Linked DNA regions of Sus scrofa: region 2 is linked to region 1. Evidence: chromatin contacts called from public Hi-C data. All regions are on one chromosome and are shown on one strand. Each heading gives the region's core, a stretch centred on a gene start, on an enhancer-like site or on the middle of the called end of the contact. The rest is flanking DNA. Distances are from core to core; before and after follow the strand shown.

Region 1 (3,057 bases), core at 330-2,829:
GGTGTTGTCACTGTGTGGCGCAGGTTCAATCCCTCACCCAGGAACTTTCATATCATGGGCATGACGAATAAACAAAAAAGCTTTTGCCCAGGAATGTTCCCAGGAGCCTTATTTTCCCAAGATGTTCTATGGAAAAAGTTCTAGGGTCAGAAAAATTTGGAAGTGCTGCCTGTTATCCCTCCTGTGCCTTGGAGACTTTTGGTGCATACTGGCAGATTGTAAAGGTACTGCAGTCAAAAAAAAAAAAAATCTTTTTCTTTCACTTAAACTAAACTTTCCCCAATGTATCTGAACCACAGAATTGTTTTTCTCCATGTGTCAATTAGCATCCCTTGCAAGGTACGACCCAAGAGGCAGAAAGAGAACCAGGCTGGAGATACTTTTAGATACAGTAGCTAAAAGGCCGACTTTTTAAAGAATCATCAAATGGTTGGTTGTTTTCATTGAGTCTCCTTTCTATTGAAAAAATGGACAGCTTAAAAAAAAAAAACAAAAACCCAAGGCACTAAATCTGACAAGGGAAGGGCTATTTGCATCCCCAAATCTCTTGGCTTATCCTAAACCTTCTTGCTTCCGCCCCAACCCCATTCCATTCTCTGTTTCCACCCACCCTCCCCTCTTTGGGGCTGCTCTCCAGTTACAAACAACTGGATGGTGACCACATCTTGCAACGCACCATGCCCCTCGCCCCCGCCCTTACAATGCTGGAGCAGTGACAGGGAGGCGTCAGACTCTGCGTACAGCCACAGCCGGCGCCGCCGACAGAGTCCAGAGAAACGCGTGAAGTCATCTGATAAGAACCATCGCCCAGCCTTGGGGCTAGGCAGGAGCACTCCAAAAACATTCCCAAGGTCGGGGGTAGGGTGGGGGATTACCAACATTTCCTTTAAATTGTCCAGATTATGACTGCTGAAATTTGTCTAATTCTCTTTCTGCTTATTTTCAGTTTCTAAAGGTCCGTAGTGAATAGGCAGCAGCACTTGCGAGGTTACGCAGGAGGAGGAGGGGAGGAGATGAGGGGGAGAAGGAGGAGGAGGGAGAGGGGGAGAAGGAGGAGGAGGGAGGGGGAGAAGGAGAAGGAGAGGAGGAGATGAGGGGGAGAAGGAGGAGGAGGGAGAGGGGGAGAAGGAGGAGGAGGGAGGGGGAGAAGGAGGAGGAGGGAGGGGGAGAAGGAGGAGGAGGGAGGGGGAGAAGGAGGAGGAGGGAGGGGGAGGGAAGAGGAAGGGAAAGTAAACCTAGGAGACCATCCGAGCTCAGCTAATACAATACACCCGCGTCTCCCAAACACCTTCAGCCACAGCTGTGGCCTGCAAAGCTGCAACGCGCGACCCTCTCCCCGCCACCCTTGAACCGAAGCCACGCTCAGAGCGCAGCCGCCCGCTCCTTACCCACTCGGAAGATCAGATCGTCTTCGATGGGATTCTCTTTTCGTTTGCCGGTGCTGTACATGCTGGCGGGTCTCTTCACCGCCTTCTGCTTCACGTGGCCGCTCCCCGGGGACTTGACGCGCCTCTTCACGCCCTCCGTGGTGGGGGACACGTCAGCCGACCGGATGACCTTGAGCTTGAACGGGCTGCCGCGGATGTGCTGGTCGTAGAGCCGCAGCGACAGGGTGAAGTCGCCCTCCTTCTGCACGGTGTACAGGAACTCGTACGTGCCGTTCTTGTTGTCCAGGATCTCCCCGTCGGCCACGCTGCCGTCGGGCGTGCTCAGCTCCGCCGTGAGGTAGGCGTTGCCCGTTTTACACAGCTCCCCGTCTTTGTCCTTGGTTGTTATGGTGACGGACATGGGCTGCCCGATGATGGTCTGCCGCAGCCCCTCGCCCGTGGCCACCGTCTCGGAGGCGACGGCGTTGGTGGTTAAGATCGTCCCCAGGTTATGGATGGACTTCTTGAGCCCCTCGGTCTCCACGATGAAGTCCAGCTGGTCGTTTTCTCGCGGGTGCAGCGGGAAGTCCTGGTCCGCCAGTTCATTCAGCTTCTCGCTCATCTGCTTCTTCACGAGCAGCACTTCAGTCTCTGTGCCGTGGTTGAGGGCCTGCGCGGTGAAGGTGCTGCAGCTCTTGATGCTCTCCTGCCCCTCGAGCAGCGTGTCCAGCTGCGACTGCAGGACCTGTGGGAAAACCGAGGTGGGGTGAGCGCTTCCTGCAGCGCACGCGCGCTGCACCTGCCACGGTGGGGTGGCGGGTGGGAGGGCCAGCAGGGGCTTTCAGTTTAAACTGGTGAACCCGCTTCTAATGCTTAATCCGAAATCGCCTTCCTGGGTTACTTTGCTGTACAGCAGAAATTGGCAGAACATTGTAAATCAACTATAATTATTATATACATGTATAAATATAACAACCCCAAATCACCTTCCTAGTACCTCCTCTTTTCCTTCCTCCTCATCCCTTCTCTCCCACACACATATTTCTGGGGTCATGTGCCTTTGATGGGGCAGGCACAAACATCACCACACCACCGACAGCTTGGCAGCCAGATTGCCATGCCTGGCATTTGAAATATTCATTATTCATTATCTTTTCCTAGTGTCCAAAGCTCCCCTGTCACCACCTAAAGGAACAGAAACTGGACAAATGAAAACTCCACACCTGAGTATTAGACGCTTTCCTCCCCGGTTTTGTGACTGGACATGCAGAGTGAAACAAAGGCTGCAGTCACGGTTCACTGTGAAGTTGACTAACAGGTTGGTGTGGGTGAGAGAGCAATTAAGAGACTATTAGCCATTATAAGTAAGGAAGGAAAACAATCCAGTTTAGCCCTAAATCCTGAAACCACTTATGTTCCATCTTGCCTTGTGTCAATTTATAAAGTGGTATTTAAGGCCACAGGTTCCTAGTTTTGCTGAAAACAGGAAGGGAAAAAATAGCTGGATATGCCATTAAATGAAAACTACTGTTTTCTGAACAGCAGTGACACTTAAGGATTTATTTGAGTCTCCTTTGCTGCTAGTTGAACACAGTGCGCTACCCAGAGAAGGCCCAGCACTGGTATGAATGGCTGGAGTCTTACTTTGTGTTTGAGGCCATAGTTGACTTCCAGCTCCATAAGCAGCACA
Region 2 (3,057 bases), core at 154-2,653, 66 kb after region 1:
AAAACCAAATAACAACAACAAAATAATGCGGGTGACAGAGTATGACAGTCCCTCAGCCTTGACTCAAGGTTTTTAAGATGAAAGTCTCAGAGAGGCCTCACAAACAGATATCCTGAAAAGTATTTTCTCATGCAACCCTAAAGGTCAACCATTATCTGCATCATTAGCAGCAGCATTGGAAGCATCTTGCCAGCACCAGCCAGCATGAACTTTTAGAACCTAAATCAAGCTGAGATTGTCTTTGGGGAATTTATAGTCCAAGATAGCTTTGCTATAAACCAAGCAATGTCATTTTTCATGGAGTAATGAGAGAAGAAGAAAGTTCTGATGATGTTATCTTTCCAGACTTTAGGATTTCAGGCTGACACTCTGAAAGGTTCCTTGAGCACTGCTGTATTACCAGATTGGGTGTTCTCTGCCTAACAGGCCAAATTCTCAACAAGCAGTAGCTGGAGAGGTGGTGAGTTACAGCCACGCAGAAAAGGTCAAATAAACAAGTCACTCCTGAGCCCCAAGGTAAATATCTAGCTTCTTTCTAGAGTAAGCAGTGGACAGAAATTCCAAGGACAGAATTCAACCCAAGGGCAGACCAAAGAACAGATCAGTGTGTCCGCAGTTAATGCTCAGGGAGACTCCCTAACCCATTTACATTAGATTAGAAGTTCTTTCCATGTGTGTTTCCATATGAAGCAAAAATAACAAGCTGACCAGACAATCAGGAAACCATGCATGTCAACAGGAAAATGATGCAAGAAAAATAATCCCAGATGTAGGCGCCATCTTTACTTTTGAAAGATACGAAGGCATTTCCAATGGAGGATTGAATAGATGAAAGAGTTTTCCAGGAAAATAAAGGTGGGATTTGGGAAAATGTTCTGAGAATACTGATAAAGGGACACTGTGATCTAAACAAGCTTGACACTGAAAAGTAATGATATCCTAGATTCTATGATGCAAAATAGAGTCATGGTATGTACCTCACAGGGGACAGTATAGAAAATGATAGAAAAAAAAGGGAGCGTCCTAGGAAAAGAATGTGTAAACATGCGGGTGAGAGAGCAGATCTGGTGCCATCCATCCTGTGTGCCAGCCCGAATATGACGGAATTATCTCACCAGAAAAACAGTTTATTAGTGTGGGTGGCCACCCCCAACTCAATCAAATCCCTGTTTACTCTAAAGGAGGAGACAGGTGGAGGTTTTGTTTGTTTTTTAAATTGATCTTTAATTGCTAGATGGACCTAGATTTGAAGAGGAAGGAAACAATGGAACCTGCGTCATAAAGAATTTAATCAAATACTTTGCATCTTTGGTTAAGGTTGAGGTAGCCAGAGGATTGTGAGTCATTCCTGCTCTTTTGTTTCTTTCAGCCACAAGGCAGGTACTAGGGCTGCCAGGGGTGAAATCACGTGGCAGTCTGAGACTAGAGGTCAGGACAGCGGAGCTAGAAACAAGCAAGGTAACTTTGCCACCTCTCTAGTCATGGAACCCGGAAATACAAGGAGCCCCGCAAGAAGTCCGTAACTGCGTTCTACAATGATTGATGGGAAAGTTAACTCTCCAGTTTAAGAACAAAATGGGCTAAAAACTGTTTCCGGGGGGGGGGAAGGGCATCGACATACCTACTCCCACAGGAACAACAACCCCTCCCACCCTGGGTTCGCTACCTCTTTGCATATCTGGAACTCCAGGTGCTTTAACAGTAACCACTTACCAAACAGCCGAATCTAACGCTGTCTTTGCTCATAAAGTAAGGTTGGTATATTCGAGCGGGAGGGAAGGGGTGAAGAATGAACCCGAGGCTTGTGGGGATTGAATTACTGGTGGGAACCAGTTTAGGGTTCAAAGAATGCTTGGGATCTGACAGGCATTTCATGCGACAAACCCTCCTGCCCACTCCTGGCCTCCTACCTAATTTGTGCACATGCAGTTTTCAATACGGGGCATGTATTTTCAGGATTTATTAATCAAAAAAACAAAACACACAAACCCTGAAAACCCTCAAACATCAACATCTCCCTCCTCTAAGAAGCCAGACGGTAGTATGAACTCGGGCAGAGGGTCAGCGTGAAGGCTAATTAGGAAGGCAATTGATTTCAGTAGTAGGGAAACGACCAAAATGTAAAGAGAGAAGGAAACCCATCTTCTGAACAAGGATTAAATCTACCGCTTTAAGGTTACAGAGCATCTTTTTCTTTCTTTCTTTTTTCCCTCAGTGCAAAATGACGTGAAAAGCTTTACTTCCGAAGCTCGGGGCACAGCTTTCGAGACTGGCGGAGGGTCCCCGCCCCCGGAGACCCAGGCAGGCGCGGGCCTGGCAGCAGGTCCCCGCCCCCCCCAACCCCCGGTCCCCCGCCAGGACCCGGAAGCGGAGTCTCCCGCGGCTCCGCACACCTAGGTCCACGCGGACCTTGCCCGGAGCAGAGACTCCAGATGGCCGGGTTGGGCCCGGGCCGCAGCCGAGAGAGGACCCACTTACTGCGCGACGGCGTCAGAAGAGGCGCGCACGGCCCGCGGGGACTGAAGCCGGGCTCTAGGCTGAAGCCGCCAAAGCGGACGAACCGAGGGCCAGCCGCCTCCCGGCTGGATCCCGAAGGGCCTCAACTCCGTGTCCTCGGTTCCAGAAGGCGATCGGATCGGTCACTTCCATCCCGTGCTCAGGCCCGGGGCGGACACATCTGTTTTCCATCCGCCGCGGGGCCGCGGCAAATCCTGGATTACGCGCTGCGCGGCGCCCGCCCGCGTTCCCGGCCCTGGCGCGGCGGCTAATCCCCGCACAAAGGACGCGCTAACCGCACGCACCCGGGGCCCGGGGCCGGCGGATCTCCCTGCTCCCTACTTCGGGCTGGAGCGGCCGGTCCCCGGAGAAGGACCAATCGCAGCCCCAGGGGCAGAAAAAGGGGGGCGCGGTCCTCCCAACTCTTCTCCAACACGCATCAGTCCCCCCCCACCTCCGCCGCCGCCCCCACCCCTGTAAATACGCGGCAAAGTCTGTCCTTTCGGGGGAGTGACTTCAGTGGGACGAGGCTGGGAGCGCTGCAAAGGGCCAGCCTCGGGA

The links. A called contact is a pair of places that touch in the nucleus more often than the background predicts.
Region 2: a Hi-C map of epiblast stem cells shows a contact between it and region 1, with 2.3 times the contacts expected there. The contact joins two enhancer-like sites. A contact is called at or near these places in 12 of 47 Hi-C or Micro-C datasets (alveolar macrophages, embryonic fibroblasts, epiblast stem cells and 7 more) and 1 of 2 datasets of contacts at active chromatin or transcription factors (skeletal muscle).

What each region holds. Positions count from the first base shown.
Region 1 is chr8:75,805,757-75,808,813 of Sscrofa11.1, forward strand. It overlaps TRIM2 (tripartite motif-containing protein 2), which reads right to left. Exons shown (of 12, transcript XM_021101489.1): 5 at 3,012-3,057; 6 at 1,389-2,112. Among named protein-coding and RNA genes, the nearest start is that of MND1, 52 kb to the left of the region's middle. Within about 2 kb of position 1,580, at least 53 of the 83 cell types and tissues checked have an H3K27ac peak or open chromatin away from gene starts, as enhancers often do. A contact at or near this core is called in epiblast stem cells, where this site is marked.
Region 2 is chr8:75,871,523-75,874,579 of Sscrofa11.1, forward strand. The region is part of intron 1 of TRIM2 (tripartite motif-containing protein 2); the gene reads right to left. Among named protein-coding and RNA genes, the nearest start is that of TRIM2, 67 kb to the right of the region's middle. Within about 2 kb of position 1,404, at least 20 of the 83 cell types and tissues checked have an H3K27ac peak or open chromatin away from gene starts, as enhancers often do. A contact at or near this core is called in epiblast stem cells, where this site is marked.